Linked DNA regions of Sus scrofa: region 1 is linked to region 2. The links are chromatin contacts, called in public HiChIP or PLAC-seq maps. All regions are on one chromosome and are shown on one strand. Each heading gives the region's core, a stretch centred on a gene start, on an enhancer-like site or on the middle of the called end of the contact. The rest is flanking DNA. Distances are from core to core; before and after follow the strand shown.

What was found. HiChIP or PLAC-seq counts read pairs in DNA pulled down with a chosen protein or histone mark.
Region 1: an H3K27ac HiChIP or PLAC-seq map of skeletal muscle shows a contact between it and region 2, with 2.4 times the contacts expected there. The contact joins the promoter of ABCA3 here to the promoter of AMDHD2 in region 2. A contact is called at or near these places in 1 of 5 promoter capture datasets (liver), 7 of 47 Hi-C or Micro-C datasets (alveolar macrophages, heart right ventricle, liver and 3 more) and 2 of 2 datasets of contacts at active chromatin or transcription factors (alveolar macrophages and skeletal muscle).

What each region holds. Positions count from the first base shown.
Region 1 is chr3:39,687,321-39,691,687 of Sscrofa11.1, forward strand. ABCA3 (ATP-binding cassette sub-family A member 3) reads left to right here and starts at 1,813. Exons shown (of 35, transcript XM_005655176.3): 1 at 1,813-2,068. LOC102159543 (a long non-coding RNA gene) reads right to left here. Exons shown (of 2, transcript XR_298208.3): 2 at 3,767-4,367.
Region 2 is chr3:39,529,426-39,534,138 of Sscrofa11.1, forward strand. AMDHD2 (N-acetylglucosamine-6-phosphate deacetylase) reads right to left here and starts at 3,165. Exons shown (of 11, transcript XM_013987849.2): 1 at 2,980-3,165; 2 at 2,761-2,897; 3 at 2,540-2,679. The coding sequence starts at 3,062. ATP6V0C (V-type proton ATPase 16 kDa proteolipid subunit) reads right to left here. Exons shown (of 3, transcript XM_003124744.4): 2 at 4,133-4,316; 3 at 3,282-4,007. The coding sequence ends at 3,803.

The sequences.
Region 1 (4,367 bases), core at 563-3,062, 160 kb after region 2:
TTCCATATAAGTGAAATTCTGAGTTAGCCAGTTCTGTTCCAGGATTTGGTTATGAAGAACTGGGATCAGATTTCGAAAGGGTCTGAAAAAATTGCACAGTGTAACCAATTTAAGTTAGAAATGGGAAAGGCTGGTTCTTGAAATAAAGATTAAGGAAGAGACATGGTAAAGATAAGGACCAATCAGCTAGGTCAGAATTTCTCCCAACACTTTTTTTGGGAGGGTAAGGGTGCGGTCTGCGCAGAATGAAGGGGGGGGTTAAGATATTTTCCACGAATTAATAATCCACTTCCCTATCTATCTGTCCTCAATTTTTTTTTCTGTCTCCTCATTAGAGGCCAGGCCATGTGTCAGTCTCTACTTACATTCACATTATATTACCATTTATCTGGCATTTATGAGCCAGATTGTGAGAAGCACTTAGGGATAGGAAACTGAGATTTAGGAAGTTAAAAATGAAATAATTCCACTAGTGAGGGGATCGGGTCAGGAATGACCCTCTCATTCAATAAATACTTATGAAGTGCATCCTCTGGAATTCCCGGCGTGGCTCAGGGGCTAACGAATCTGACTAGGAACCATGAGGATGCAGGTTTGATCCCTGGCCTCGCTCAGTGGGTTAAGAATCCAGCCTTGCAGGGAGCTGCGGTGTAGGCTGCAGACCTGGCTCGGATCCTATGCTGATGTGGCTGTGGCTGTGGTGTAGACCAACGGCCACAGTTCTGATTCAATCCCTAGCCTGGAAACCTCCACATGCCGCAGGCGCGGCCCTAAAAAGCAAAGAAAGTGCCTCCTCTGTGCCAGCCATGCTACGACCCTAGGATGTAGCCACGATCTGGACAAGGTCCCTTTCCTCACAGACACCATCCACCTTCTGGTGAGAGAGACAGAAAAAAGCCAACCAACAAGGAAGTAACTGCCATGGGGCCCCGGCTGCGCCAGCATTAACCGCTACGGCGTCTCTGGGGACCGCGGTCCCCCCTTCCCCCCCGCCCCCCCAGCCTGGGTCCTGACTTTACCATTCCGTCTGTCCTCGGCCCCAGGCGCGCGGGGGGCGGCCCGGAGCCGGCTGGTCAGCAGGCGACGTCCAGGGCCCAGCGACCTGCGCCGGGAGCCGCCAGAGGCCGGGCGGAGGGCAGCGAACGACGGACGGGCAGCTGGACGTCGGGCCACAGGAGGGTCCTGGGACTCGACAGGCCGCTGGCAGCACTCACCGCCTGGGCGACGGCTGGCCCAGCGCCACCCACGCCGCCAGCCCCTCCGCCCCGGTGACCCCCGTCGGGCCTCGGGACTGTCCGGTCCAAGGCGACCCCAGCCCAGCCCCCGGACTCTCTCGGCCCGACCTGGGACGCTCCCGAGGTGACCCTGACCCTACCTCCCGACCCGCCTGCCTGCGGCCTCGGACCCCAGAGCTGCGCCCCGCGACCGCGGCCACGCCCAGAGGTGCTGGGCCTTCCTGCCCACCTCTCGGCTTTCTAGAACCTTCCTCGCCCTCCGTCCACCCCTCAGGGCCTCGAACACCTAGCGATGTCCGCGCCAGGCCTAAGGGCGCAAAGCGCCCTCCCTCCGTGAAGAGAAGGACCCTCGTGCCCGACGAAAGACACTGCAAGGGAGGGAAACGGAGGCCCACCAGGGAAATGGGAGGGTCCTGCCTGACCACTTCAGCCGCCCGCCTGGAGGCCACACCGTTCGCCTCACAGGCCAAGCCCTCGCCCCGCGTCGCGCGCCCCCTGCCGGCCGTACCCCTCCCAACCCCCCGCGGGCGCGGAGCACTGCGCAGGCGCAAGCAGGGGCGGAGCGGGGAGGGGTCCCAGGGCGGGCCGGGCACCCGCAGGGGAAGCCTGCAACGCATGCGCGAGCCGGCCGGCGCGCCCCCTGCAGGAGCCCGAGTGGACGCGTCCTCCAGCTGCCTCGGGTCGCCGGCGCCCCCTCCCCGCTGCGGCGGCCTAGCAGCTGTCAGCAGTGGTCGCCGCAGCCGCCGCGAGGCCAGAGCAGGGCCGGAAGCCGAGGGAGGGGACCCCGCGAGAGGGCAGCGCGCCGGCCATCGCCGCCCGGGTGCTGAGGGTCGGTGAGTGCCGCCAGGACCCGCTGCTCGCGCGCGCTGGCTCCCAGGGCTCTTGGCTCCCGGCTCCGGGGCCGCTTCCCCGCCCGGGCCACCCTCCCCACCGCGGGCCGCCCCGGTCCCTGTCCGGCCCCTACCGTGGCCCTGCCCTGCCCGCACCCCCCGGCGCCGCCCCAGCAGGTGCATCTCTGCGCAGTGCCAGGCCGCCCTGACTCAGGCTTCCCCTCGGCCCTGGTCTGTCTCTGGGCGTGTCCCCATCCTCTCAGGCAGCTCCTCCAAGCCGGCCCTTCTTGGAGAAACTTAATCTTCCTGGAGTTGCAATCACTGCGGCATCCTTTGTGCCATGCCCGAGCAGGGTGGGCAGACTCCTACCACGTCAAACCCCGCAGGCGTTCACCGGCCGACACTTTGAGCACTTGCCTGCCAAAGCCGTGCAGCATCCCAGGCTGGGGAGCCGAGGCAGGGCCGCCAAGGCTGCTGCTGGCTCATGTCTTGGTGCAGAGATTCCCAGTGTTGGTGGGAATGCTTCCCCATAATCGAGTCCGCCCTGCTCGAAAATCCTCCTTCTCGTGGCCTCAGGGTGGGGGGCCAGGGGTCCACTGTTAGTGGTGGGCGTTGCGTGTGGACAGAAGGAAGGGCAATGACTGATCTAGACAGAGGGGCCTCCCACAGCGCTGATGCCCACGGTCAGTCTGTTTGGTATGAAATTGTGTGTACACAGGAATTGTCTCTTTTCTGAAGTAGATTCTGAGCTTCATGAGGGCAGACACTGTCTGCTGCATGTGGGCTTAGGACAGATGCTTGGTGCCTATTTGTTGCATGAGTGAATGCCCCTTGTCACTTCCTTGGTCGCTGCCTAATTAAAACCATTACCTTATAGGGTTATTTCTGCTTGTTTGCCTCTTTGCCTCCTGAGCTGTGAGCTCCCCAGAGGCACAGATTGTCCCTTGCTGGGGCTTGCCTTGCTCGCGCGTCTCCATGACAGGCCCGCAAGGAAGCCTTGTGGACGGAGGGGCTGAGCCCCTGTGACAGTGTGCAGACCCGGGCAGGGTGCAAGTGGAAGAGTTAGCTCTTTTCTCCTGAGCAACTGTATCATTTCATTCAAAACATCTTGATGCTGCCCTTTGTAAACCTGAAAAGATTGGGAATGTTTTCCTCTAGAAAGTTGGCATCTTTGGAAATGGAAAAGAAAGGGAAAAGAGAGAAAAGTAGGAGCCGCGCCAAGCCCCCCACCCCTTTAACTTCTGAGAGGATTTTAAAAAATCCTCCAAGGGAACTCTTTAAAATTGAACATGTGCAGAGTTGCCATTGTGGCTCAGCGGTTAATGAACCCAACAAGCATCCATGAGGACGCGGCCTCGCTCGGTGGGTTAAGGCTCCAGCGTTGCCGTGAGCTGCGGTGTAGGTCCCGGGTGCGGCTCGGATCCCGCGTGGCTGTGGCTCTGGCGGAGGCCGACGGCTGTGGCTCCGATTCGACCCCTAGCCTGGGAACCTCCGTATGCCACAGGTGTGGCCCTAAAAAGACATGACAATAAATAAATAAAATAAAATTGAACACTTGCTGGAGTTCCCTGGTGGTGCAGAGGGTTGAGGATCTGGCATTGTCACTGCTGTGGCTTGGGTTGCAGTTGTGACATGGGTTGGATCCCTGGCGCTGAAGTTTGGATGCTGTGGGTGGGGCCAAATAAATGAACAGTAAATAAATAAAATTGAGCATTGGCTTTACTATATCCAACAAACAGGATGACATCATTCCTTCTCTAGGGTGATCTGCTATTCTGATAAAACAGCCTTTTGGAACAAGAGAGGGGAGCACAAGTTGTTTTTTAAAAGTCGCTAGTTTTCTGCAGAGCATATGCCAGGCAGTTCCAAGGGAACCTGTTTTGATTTTGTCTCAACTGGGAAGGCCCAAGTAAGACTCCCTGGCTGGCAGTTTCTTCTCCATCCCTGCTTCCTGAAATAGCAGTAGACTCCTCTGCTGTTGAGTCTCTTGAGGGGGAACATTCTAGAACTCGGGGGAGAATGACGGACAAGGCTGTGTGCACAGTTGAGGACCTTAGGATGGAGCCGTTAAGGTGATTAATGCACGGGTAAGTGACATAGGACAGAGTGAAACAAGTGCTGTACAAGACGTCCGGAAAAGCTGCTGTGCGTGTGCAGAGGTGGAGCGAAGGTTTTCGACAGGAGTAGAAGGTCTCACCCCGGCTGATGTTAGAATCACAGGGAAAGCGTTGCATGCCCAGACCACAGCCCAGAATCTCCAGGGGGCGGACCTCAGGCATCCGTTTCTGTTCTAAAGCACACC
Region 2 (4,713 bases), core at 1,915-4,414:
TCAGAGCCGGTGGTGACCAGACCCTCCTCCAGAACGTGAATGGCAAGGCCGGAGGGGACAGCACAGAAAAGGAGTCGTGGGTCTCAGTGGACCTGAGTGACATCTGAGGACATAGCAATCCAGTCCTGCTCACTGTGAACCACCAGCCCTGGGGGAGGGGGGCAGGAGGGTGGGATGGGGGGCAGGAGTGGGGAGGGGGTGGGATGGGGGCAGGAGTGAGGGAGGGGGCAGGATGGGGGGGCAGGAGTGGGGGAGGGGCGGGAGGGGGCAGGATGGGGGTAGGAGTAGGGGAGGGGCGGGAGGGGGGCAGGAGGGGGGGAGAGGGCTATGAGAGGTCCACAAGCAAACAGTCCTGCAGTTTCTAAGGTGACACAGGTATTAAAAGTTTTCACATTCAAAACCCTCCCCACCTTCCACCCCGGATCAGTCTACTCTGCCTCCCAAGGTCCCCATCCTGTAAGCATTTACATTTGCCTGCTGGGATTCCGCCGTGAGCTGCAAGTCCTACTGGCCAAGGCTCCTTCTCTTAAGGAAGCAGCCCCAGAGTCCGTGCCGCGGGGCTGCAGAGGAGGTGCGCGGCCAGCTGGAGTGGGGGACAGAGCAAGGCACCTTCCAGGCAGAGCCTGGCGGCAGAACAGGAAGCTGCCTTCTGCCGGGATCGGCTGAAACGCCGGCGGGGAGGGCGTGCTGGGGGCTGGGGCGGGGGGTGGGGAGGGACTGGGGAAGGCCACTCGGGAGGGACCCAGAGCTGGGACAGCGGTCAGGAGACTGGGCGACAGTCACGGAACTCACTGGTGGGGACTGGGAGGGAGCAGACAAGAACGGGGTGGCGGGGGTGGGGCCGAGAGGGTGGGCCTGTTCCCAGACCCCGGGCAGGAAAATCTCAATCAAGAGAGAAAATGCCAGGCCAGGTGCCTGTTTTCAGCAGGAAAACGAGCTTGCTTTTGACATCCGACTCCAGGACAGGAGAGCTGGGGGGTAGTTTCCACAAAGATGTCCATAGCTGACATTTATCAAGTATTTTTTTTTCTTTTTAGGGCCGCGCCCGCGGCTCATAGAGGTTTCCAGGCTAGGAGTCAAACTGGAGCTGCAGCTGCCGCCCTACACCAGAGCCACAACAACGCGGGATCCAAGCTGCGTCTGCGACCCACACCACAGCTCGCAGCAACACCAGATCCTTAACCTACTGAGCGAGGCCAGGGATGGAACCTGGAACTTCACGGTTCCTCGCTGGATTCATTTCCGATGAGCCACGATGGGAACTCTTACCAAGTATTTACTGTGAACGAATCACAGTTATTGAGCACCCACCTCCAAGAGACGGATTCCGTTATCATTCTTACTTAAGGTTTGAAAAAAATGGAGGCTCAGAAACAAGTAACGATTGTCCGGACTCTCTCAACCCCGACTCTCTCAGCCGATAGCGGAAGTTAGGAGGCGGGACCCCACAGCTCCAGCCTCTGAGTCTTGTGTCCACAACCTAGAGGGAACCCCAGAGCAGGCAGTACAACCCCAGATCCTGAAATGGACCCTGTGCTGGAGGAAAGCTACAGAACTGGAACACAAATGGCAGCCTAAAGGAGGGCCCTGTTAATTTCATAAACTCGGTGACTCGACTCTGCTCGAATAAAAGACTAGACGAGCTTTTAGGAAGAGGTTAAGATGCAGGCCACCTACTTTCAAGCAGTTCAGTAAAACAGAACACCACACAGGCAGAGAAAACAAGATCAAATGCTAAAATGCAGAAAAGAGCAAAACTGGAGAACCTTCATGAGAAGTTAAATTTTTTTTGTCTTTTTAAGGCCGCACCCGCAGCACATGGAGGTTCCCAGGCTAGGGGTCTAATCCGAGCTATTGCCGCCGGCCTACGCCATAGCCACAGCCAGGCCAGATCCGAGCTGCATCTGTGACCCTGTGACCTACACCACAGCTCACGACAACACCAGAGCTTTAACCCACTGAACGAGGCCAGGGATCGAACCCCTGCAACCTCATGGTTCCTCGTCGGATTTGTTTCCGCTGCACCACGACAGGAACTCCAAAAAATTAAATTTTTTAAAAGGAAAAGGAACCGCAGACAAGGGAATCCCAAGAGCTACAGGTGAGGGAGAAGAGGAGTGGGGAGCGCTGGCAGGAGTACAGAGGAAGGCCCAGGATAGACCCTGGAGCTCCCTTCTGGAAAACTCGTTCACTGGAGTCACATACCACAAACCGGTCGGGGCGGGGGATAAGCAACTAAGAATGTGGCAATCAGAAGGTTCCCTCGACCTAGTCAAGGCGGTGGTTTCTGGTGCCTGGAGGGGCCGGAGTGCAGGGTGGGGAGGGCAGGCAGCAGCTGCAGGCCGAGCTGGTAGAGGGATACCTGCTTGAGGAAGCCGAGGGGGAAGGGGACCCCGGGGACCCCAGGGACCCCAGGCCCAAGTGAGGCTAGACTCAAGTGACAAAGGGTGTCTGCACAGGGAAGAGACGAGATTTGAAAATTGATGAAGGTGGGTGCTTCTGGGGCCTCCTACACTGGAGGCCGGCAGCCTGAACTCACCTTGTGATAAACCTCCGGTGGCGAGGTGACCAACGTGGGGCAGAAGGAGGTAACTCCGTGCGACAAAATCCTCCGGGCCACCAAGGCGACTCCCGAACCCACGTCCTCCGTGGCCTGAGAGAAGTCAACGCCAAATCCACCTGCGGCCACAGAAAAGAAGAGGTTCGCACGGGGCCCAGAGCTCCTCCTCTGGGTCCCCAGCCAGCGGCCCCAGCCCGTACCGTTGATCTGCACGTCGATGAAGCCAGGCGCTAGGATGCAGCCCCCGCAGTCCCGCTGCTCATCAGCCACGCGCCGCTCCTCAAAGAACAGCTTCTCGGGGTCCAGAACGCGGCCCCCGCGCACCCACAGATCCTCCCTGCGCACAGATGGAGGCGGGGGCTCGCATCGCCGGTCCCGAAGCCCACCGCAGCGGCCCCGGCCCCGCGCCCCGCGCCCACCTGAGCAACGCCCCGCCCCGCAGGATGCGGCAGTTGGTGAACTGGAGCACCGGGGCCCGGGCCGCGCCCTGCCCGCCGCGCATCCTGAGCCCAGCTGAGCGGAAGGCGCCGGATCCCGCGCCGACAGTTCCGGCCCCGCAACGCGGCCGGGCCCACGTGACCCTCAGCTGACGGAGCGCGCCCACGTGACCGGCGCGCCCACGTGACCGGCGCGCCCGGCGGCTCCGCAGTGACGCGGCGGCGCGCTTCGCGGGAGGCCCGACCCCGCCCCAGTCCCGCCGAGCGAGCCACACACACAGGCGTCCAGTCACATCCGAGAACTTTATTGGACACAGTTCAGCGCCAGGGCCCGGTGGGCCCCGAGCAGCCGGGCGGCAGGAGGGTGGTTCCATCCCACGAGTCTCAGGGCAAATGGTAACCTCGCGACGCAACAGTGTACCTGGGATGACTATATAGTTGGGAGACGAGGGCTGCTCCACAGACGAATGAACGGGTCAAAACTTTATAAATAAACATCCAGTGAAGAGAAAGTGACACCTCTAATTCATCCTTATACACAGAGCACTCTAGGGGTGGGCGCGGCCGGAGGCCTGCATCCTCACTGGTCGGGGGCCTGGATGGGTGAGTGGTGGCCCGGACGTCCACGGCACGGGGCTGGCAGGGGCAAGGCTGGGGCAACAGACGATGGGCACTAGGACACTGCGCATTTACAAGACCAACTACAGGGGGGCGGAGGCCCCGTGCGTGTGTGTCAGGCTGTTCGTTCTGGAATGAGGAGGGGTGGTCTTTACATCCTATTCTGTGTCTGGTGGGCCCGGAGGGGCTACTTTGTGGAGAGGATGAGGGCAACGATGAGACCGTAGAGGCCGAGCACTTCCGCGAAGATGAGGATGAGGATCATGCCCACGAAGAGCCGGGGCTGCTGGGCAGTGCCCCGCACGCCTGCATCGCCCACAATGCCGATGGCAAAGCCGGCTGCCAGCCCGCTCAGGCCCACACTCAGGCCAGCGCCCAGCTGAAGGAAACTCCTGGGGGAGAGAAAGGACGTGAGGTGGGTGTCAGGCAGCAGCCAGGGGGGCGGCGGGCCTGGACCACCAGCCACCCACCCACCCACCCACCCGAGGCGCCCTCTCAGCCCCCGGCCGGCACTCACTTGTAGAGACTGATGCCTTCAGTCAGGGAGTTGGCGATGAGGACTGCCACCACCAGGCCATAGATGGCGATGATGCCTGCCATGACCACGGGGATGATGGACTTCATGATCAGCTCTGGCCGCATGACAGACATGGCTGCGATGCCAGTGCCGCTCTTGGCCGTCCCATAGGCGGCACCCAGGGCTGAGGGGGGAAGGTAAGGTCAGCCCAGGGCACCTGGACCAGGACCCTGGAGTACCCTTGGGCATACCTGAGGGCCACACAAAATCCCCCACAAAGGCAAAGATGAAAGTGCCAGCCAGCCAGGAACAGGTGGAGCGGGGTGATGGCTGGGCCCTCAAGGGGCCCCGTGCAGCCTGGGCTCCTTCTCCAGAGGCCAAGGCTGTCAGGCCAGTCCGGGCTCCAGCTCCCCTGGGAAACACAACCCATGCTCAGCAGCACGCCCCACTCCTGCTACCCAGGTCCCATGTTCCCAGGAAGCCCTGGCACAGCTGCCTGCACCCTAAAAGGTGGAGCTTAACAGGTACGGGAGCCCCGTCACAGGGGGAACCAGACAGCTGGGCCCCAGAAGCCTGACAGA